Linked DNA regions of Oryctolagus cuniculus: region 2 is linked to region 1. A link is a contact called in public Hi-C data. All regions are on one chromosome and are shown on one strand. Each heading gives the region's core, a stretch centred on a gene start, on an enhancer-like site or on the middle of the called end of the contact. The rest is flanking DNA. Distances are from core to core; before and after follow the strand shown. Region 1 has its middle 110 kb from the start of CCN2. Region 2 holds the start of CCN2 (cellular communication network factor 2).

Evidence for each region. Hi-C and Micro-C count contacts between places; a contact is called where the count stands out from the background.
Region 2: a contact with region 1 is called in a Hi-C map of an unstated tissue, with 2.0 times the contacts expected there. The contact joins the promoter of CCN2 here to the enhancer-like site in region 1. A contact is called at or near these places in 3 of 6 Hi-C or Micro-C datasets (embryonic fibroblasts, skin fibroblasts and an unstated tissue).

What each region holds. Positions count from the first base shown.
Region 1 is chr5:37,011,218-37,014,768 of mOryCun1.1, reverse strand. No RefSeq gene overlaps it. Among named protein-coding and RNA genes, the nearest start is that of CCN2, 110 kb to the left of the region's middle. Within about 2 kb of position 1,793, at least 1 of the 8 cell types and tissues checked has an H3K27ac peak or open chromatin away from gene starts, as enhancers often do.
Region 2 is chr5:37,118,181-37,121,599 of mOryCun1.1, reverse strand. CCN2 (cellular communication network factor 2) reads right to left here and starts at 1,991. Exons shown (of 5, transcript XM_051854328.2): 1 at 1,674-1,991; 2 at 1,332-1,554; 3 at 845-1,096; 4 at 485-696; 5 at 1-124. The coding sequence starts at 1,736. It overlaps LOC103349888 (a long non-coding RNA gene), which reads left to right and starts at 2,732. Exons shown (of 6, transcript XR_011388521.1): 1 at 2,732-3,419.

The DNA of each region.
Region 1 (3,551 bases), core at 544-3,043:
AAAATAAGTGGTCCTCATTCTTGCCTTATCAGGTAAGCAAACTGACAAAATGCTTTAAAAACAATTCAGAATAGTCAGTGCTCCCTTCCACCAGCAGCCTGTGCACAAAGCTCAAATTATTCTTTCCATACCCCAGTGCTTTCTCCTCTTCCTGGGAACAAGGGCATTAAGTGTCCTCAGCATCACTCAGGCCTTACCCTTGGGCAGATCTTTAAAGCAGGACAAATGGCTGGTTCTGCTGGAAAGGAAATATAAACTACTGGGCAAGAATTTGAATGCAGCGATGACAGATAGCTGTAGCAGATCAAGTGTTGATTTCCTCCAGCAATTAAGAGATGATGCAATTTGAGATTATATTGTTTTGTTGCTTCTAGAAATCTACAAAAATTTATATGCCTGTGGCCTGGTGTAAAGGAATTAAAAGAATGAGTAATATCACATGAATTTCTTGCATAAACTTGCTTGAAAAGTTAAAGTGTTTTGGGAATAAATACTGGCTCCTCAGCATGAGAATTGGGGTTTTCTTGCTGTCTCACTCCTACTCATCCAGTCTCTTTGATTGTCTGACTGGCCTTGAACCTTGGACCTCACACCAACAATAATAACACCACTGTGCTACCCAAAAAATGTATGTGCCTGCCTTTGGATTTCACTTTTGTTCAGAATGCCCATGCTCCCTTTGTTTTCTAGACTGATTGATAAATCATCATTTAAAACATGCTTCGAGGACAGCCCTGAATGTATGTTGTGAGAGCTTGCTATATACTTTCAAAATAGCTCTTATTTTTCTGTCATTAGTTCACCACACTATATTGTTCATTTTCAGTTTGATTTTGTGCATCTACAAACCAGTGACTTTGACTTAACTGCTGCAAAGTAGGGACTTGGAAGTGTCTTGTTTTAAAAGCTCCCTGGTAGAGTTGGCGCCGTGGTGTAGTAGGTTAAGCCTCTGACTGCAGCACCAGCATCCCATGTGAGCACTGGTTCAAGTCCCAGCTTGAACCAATTTTGATCCAGCTCCCTGCTGATGCCTGGGAAATTAATGGAAGACGGCCCAAGTGCTTGGGCTCCTGCAGAGCCGCGTGAGAGACTTAGAAGAAGCTCCTGGCTTCAAATCGGATTGGCCCAGCTCCAGTCATTGTGGCCATTTGGAGAGTGAACCAGAGGATGGAAGACCTCTCTTTCCGACTCCCCCCTGCCACCACCCCCAACTCTGCATCTTAAAAAAAAAAAGCAAACCCAAAACAAACAAAAAGCAACAAAAGCCAGAAAACACCCTGGTGATTCTGGTTCACAAACTGGATAAAGACCACTGAACTAGTCCGAATGCTCATAAGGATGGGCCAGTTCACTGCCTGGTTCACAGTCGGCCACATTTTCTAGATCAGTATCAGAAACACAGCAAATGCTCCCGATATATCTGTGGACCAAGTATTTGGGGCAGCGTTGAGTGAGTAAATGAATGAATATGTTAAATTCTCCAGGTATTGCACATGTTAGTAGATTATGTCCTTTTGTTTTCAAAAAGATACAGTTGGCTAGGAATAAGAATCGTTGGAAAAACATACCAAAAATTCTGATATGCTCACTCATACACCTCAAAGATGAAAATATTTTCAGTATTTGTAATGATTTCTTGTTGAGACTCTCTCACGGGGAGGCTTTCTCCCTTTCTTCCTTCTAAATGCAGGCATTTTTCCAAGTGGTATGGCAAATGTTCAGTTGATTGAAGCTTTGAGCAAATTATGTTGAAGTCTGAAGCCTTCTGAGGTCATTCCAGACCGTTTGCCTTCCTCTGTTATGCACTGAGGCAGGAAATGTTTTCTCCTTTTTGAAATGAGCAATTCAAGGGGCTAGTAAAGAATGCAGCCAGTGTGACATGCTATCAGCTCCCTCCAGCTGTTTACCATGGTCTCTTTCGTTCTTAACGGGGACATCAAGTTCTTCTGGTGACTGGTTGTGGTTTTCTACATAAGACAAAATAAACACTTCCTGTAAGGCTTCAGAGGGTAACTTCATTTAAGTCTTATCTTTCATTTTCTTTCTACCAAAGAGGAAAAAATAAGATTTGAGAGAGGGCTTCCATTAACCAGGAAATATGTAGTCAGTTGGTACATTAAAACAATTCTTTTTGTGCTGAAAATGGTAACACCCCTTCACCTTAAGTTTCCCCATCTCGCAACATTTAATTTTTCATACTTGTGAGGGGACATGGCCCCCACCCAAGGTCATCTGAGAACAATACTACCTTAGTCACTGACATTCTTAAGATCTTGTTTAGAAGGGGTTGTTTGGAGCTGTTGTAGTCTGACTTGAGTCATGCTAGACAGTGCCAGAGAGGCTAAAGGATTGGGTTCTTCCCAAAGAAATACTTGTATTATAATACAAGTATCTCCAGGACGAAACAGGCAATTAGTGCCAAGTGCACATGCAATTTGTCTCAGAATCACTATCTGGTTAGGGATAGACCATGATCTTTTAATCAAGGTAGGCTTAGGTTGATTTTTTTTTCTAATTTGCAAAGTAAATTTTCTTCTGATAGAATTTACGTAAGAAACCACACTAGAGGATGGTGTGATGGTTTAATGGGAATACCATAGTACTTGGAGTCAGATAGACTTCACTTGAAATCCCATTTGCACCATATACTGTGTGAACTGCCTAAGATGCTTAACTTCTTTGTGACTAGGGTTTCTCATCTATGAGACATAGTAGCCTATTCATGGTTGCCATGAAGCTATGGTAGCCTATGCATGGTTGCCATGAAGATGAGAAGTTACGATATATTATGCTCTTGCTCATGGTGGCATCAAGTAGACCCATTTCCTCTCTCATTCCCTTTGCTCTAATACATGTGAAAAAATTTCATTGACTAACCTGTAAAAATATATCTTCTCTTATCTTCAAGAAATGAAGAATCAGTTGATTTTGTTGGGTACACACTTTCTCTAAAAATATTATATAAAACTATGCTAAGTGCTAACCAAAGATAAACAGGTAGTTGCCCTCTTAATATACATGTTATAATCAATACTCACAGATAGTAACAATTTGAATAAGGTAGAGTGGGAGATTATAATGGAAAAAATCAATGAATTTTGAATTCAATTACTAAACCTGATCTCAACTCCAACGGTACAATGTGGAGGCTCTCTTTGAAAATGGGAATAATGTCTTCCTTAATTAGGGGGCCGGCACTGTGGTGTAGTATGTAAAGCCATGGTGTAGCAGGTAAAGCTGCTGCCTGCAGTGCTGGCATCCCATATAGGTGCCGGTTTTGAGTTCTGGCTGCTCCACTTCCAATACAGTTTTCTGTTATGGCCTGGGAAAGTAGTAGGAGATGGCCCAAGTCCTTGGGCCCCAGCACCCACGTGGGAGACTCAGAAGAAGCTCCTGTCTCCTGGCTTTGGATTGGCACAGCTCTGGCTGTTGCAGCCATCTGGGGAGTGAACTAGTGAATGGAAGATCTCTCTCTCTGTCTCTGCCTCTGCCTCTCTGTAACTCTGCCTTTTAAATAACTAAATAAATATTTTTTAAAAATAGCATTGGTG
Region 2 (3,419 bases), core at 742-3,241, 110 kb before region 1:
AGCATCGGCCATCGGTGCATACTCCGCAGAACTTAGCCCGGTACGTCTTCACGCTGGTGCAGCCAGAGAGCTCAAACTTGACCGGCTTGGAGATTTTGGGGGTACGGATGCACTTCTTGCCCTTCTAAGGAAAACAAGGGGAGAAGAGAAAAGTCAGTGGCGCCACTAGGAAGTGGCATTCTTCTACTCTGAGCTCTGGTCTGTTGTATTTTGAAAAGAGAAAGCTTGTGAAGTGCCAGTTTTCCAAAAATAGCCACGGCCTCTCTTGGAATGCCTTGAATTAACTAACACTATGGAGGGTTTTGTAGCGGAAAATTTGTGGCTCCTATTACACAATCTCTCATTCCAGCCAAACAGCTCCATGGTTAGATATTTTTGGAGATAACGCTCCTATTGCAACAAGGACGGTGAGAGGAGACCTAACTTTGGTGCTACCCACTATCATCGTCCCACGAACACGAGTTAACAGGAAGCGGACAGGTACCTTAATGTTCTCTTCCAGGTCAGCTTCGCAAGGCCTGACCATGCAGAGGCGGCTCTGTTTCTCCAGCCGACAGAAGGCGTTGTCATTGGTAACCCGGGTGGAGATGCCCATCCCGCAGGTCTTGGAACAGGCGCTCCACTCTGTGGTCTGGACCAGGCAGTTGGCTCGCATCATGGTTGGGTCTGGGCCAAATGTGTCTTCCAGTCGGTAGGCTGTGAGAACAGAGCACGCAAACACAAGGTGAAACGCCAGCAGAAGACATTTCCCCTGGCACTTGGCATCCTCAGGACTCAACCTCCCGTGGCCGGGGTAGGGGTGGGGGTGAGGCATCACACTGACTTAGAGGAAGACTCAACTCACCGGCCAGGGCAGGGCCAACCACGGTGTGGTCCTTGGGCTCGTCACACACCCACTCCTCGCAGCATTTCCCGGGCAGCTTGACCCTCCTCGGGAAGGGGCAGTCCGGGCTGGGCAGGCGGACGTCCATGCTGCACAGGGGCACACAGCCCACCGCGCCATCCAGGCAAGTGCACTGGTATTTGCAGCTGCTCTGGAAGGACTCTCCGCTCCGGTACACCGTGCCACCGAAGACGCAGGGAGCTCCATCTTTGGCTGAAGGAGAGGAAGGAAAGCAGGGAGGGGGTGATGCAGAGGTCAGGTACCCGTTCCCAGACTTGTTAACTTATAAACGCGCAGCTGGGATGCAAGTTAGGATCCGGCTGCAGGGGGCGGGCTGCAAGCAGCTGCAGAAAGGGGCTCCAGTCTAGGGGTTTTTAGGTCCAGCGGGCGAGCGAGCGGGTGGGCTTTTGAGGGAGGAAGTGACCGGGCACCGGCGCGGGGGTCTTACCGGTGCACACGCCGATCTTGCGGTTGGCCGGCGAGCCAAAGTCACAGAAGAGTCCCTTGTGCGGGTCGCAGGGGTCGCGCTCCGTGCACAGCTCGCCCAGTTGCTTGGCGCAGACGCGGCAGCAGCCGCAGCCGTCCAGCACGAGGCTCACGCCCGCCGGGCAGCGCGGCGCCGGCGCGGCCGCGCACTGGCACTGTCCGCCGCAGTCCTGGCCGGCGGCCGGCTGCAGGGAGGAAGGGGCGGTCAGCCTGTGCTCGGCTCGGTGCGCACGCCCCCGGCGTCGCCCGGCCCCGAGTCCCTCCCCGGCAGCCGCTGGCTGCGGCGGAGGCTCCCTGAGCTTACCCGGCTGCAGAGGGCGAGGAGGAGCACGAAGGCGAAGCGGAGAGGGCCCACGGCGGCGGCCATGGTCTGGGTGCTGTGGACGGAGCGGGCGGCGGGGCGGAGTGCGCGGCGGCGAAGTGGGCGCGGTGCGCTGGGCCGGAGCCGGGACGCAGGCTGTGGCCGGAGGTGGGTGCCTGGACGTGTCGGGCTGTGGTCTCGGGGGCTGTCGGCCGGGGCGGCTGCCGTCGGGCTGGAGGCGGTCGGTCGCCTGCGGTTGGAGTTGCACTGGCTGCCTCCTCTCAGCGGGGAAGAGTTGTTGTGTGAGGCTGGGGCGGGCGGCCCGAGGCTTTTATACGCTCAGAGCGGCCCCGGCTCGCCAATGAGCTGAATGGAGTCCTACACAAACAGGGACATTCCTCGCATTCCTCCCCACCTTCCTGCCTCATCAACTCACACCGGATTGATCCTGACCCCTTGACACTCAGCATTCCTCCGTCTGAAAAAGCTGGCACACTCCGGCTCGCCAGGAAAAAAAAAAAAGGCGCAGTATTTCCAGCACCAAATAGGATTTTTTTTCCCTCTAGCCTCTTCGCACCACTCCTGATTTATATCACTGAAAACACATCGGCAGTTATTCGATTTTAGACCAGTTCTGTTTCTAAGAGCTTTGCCTCGCGCTCTCCGCTGACATAAATCCCTTTTGAGGAGGTAGGTAGGTAGCTGAAGAGGCAAACGGCAGGGAGTCCTCCCAAAATGCGAAAGGGTTTCCTTTTTACGATTTTTTCTGCAAGAGTTTTCGCTTTAGAAGCTATAGGCCCTTGAAACTCTCCAGAGAGCAGAAAGCCAGGACCTGGCTTTGAACCATGTGAAATCCCCGAGATGTCTACCTGCACAACCCTGAATTTCATCTCCAAAGTGTGGGAATTCCATCCTTTGTCATTGCAGTTGACAGTTTGGTCGCCCAGGGGCAGACAAGAAAGGGAACAAAGGGGGAGTGGGGGTGGGTGGGGGCTCTGTGTATGGATGCGGTGTCCTGGGGGAGATTTCTAGCACTTTTGCTTTGCTTTCTCTTAATACTTGTAGGAGTTGCATTGTTAGGGGTGTGGGGAGGGAAAGGGGATGAATGGACATCAGTGTTTCCAGAAAAATGTGTCTATTGTTACCTCCCAGCAAATGATGATGTGTTGGGAAGTCGCAGGCTCTGGGTGTCAGGATGGGAACACAGCAATGGGAAGAGTGGAACCGACAGCAGGAGGCCAGCAGGAAGCTTGGGTTTCATTGGGGGTATTTTAAACACTGCTGTTCTGGGGTCTTGGAGAAGTGATTTTTCTTGCACTGAAACTTGTAATCTTCAACTGTGCATTAGACTTGGTTTGACTTGAGGTAAAAAAGGCGGTTATGTAACAACAGTGCACCCGGTCATTATATCCGGTTAGAAGAGTGTCTGTGAATAATTATATTTTTAGTGACTCCTTACATATCTATAAACAGGGGTTGTGACTTCTGGTTACCCAAGGAACAGGTAAGCTAATGGGTAAGGTTGGAGCCAGGAAAGAATAGGTTTTGTCCCCCCTGCTTATGTACAGATGTCAAATATGACCCGTAAACTGAAGCATATCTCCAATTTCAAATTGCCATTTAGCTTCCCCAGTGGTCCAGTTAATTCAGTGTGCTTCCATCTAGAATCTGTGATGTTTAGTGGTTGTTTGCTAGTATCTCCAGTTACCATTTTATATAAAGACAGTGATCCTAGGGCCAGGCCATTTT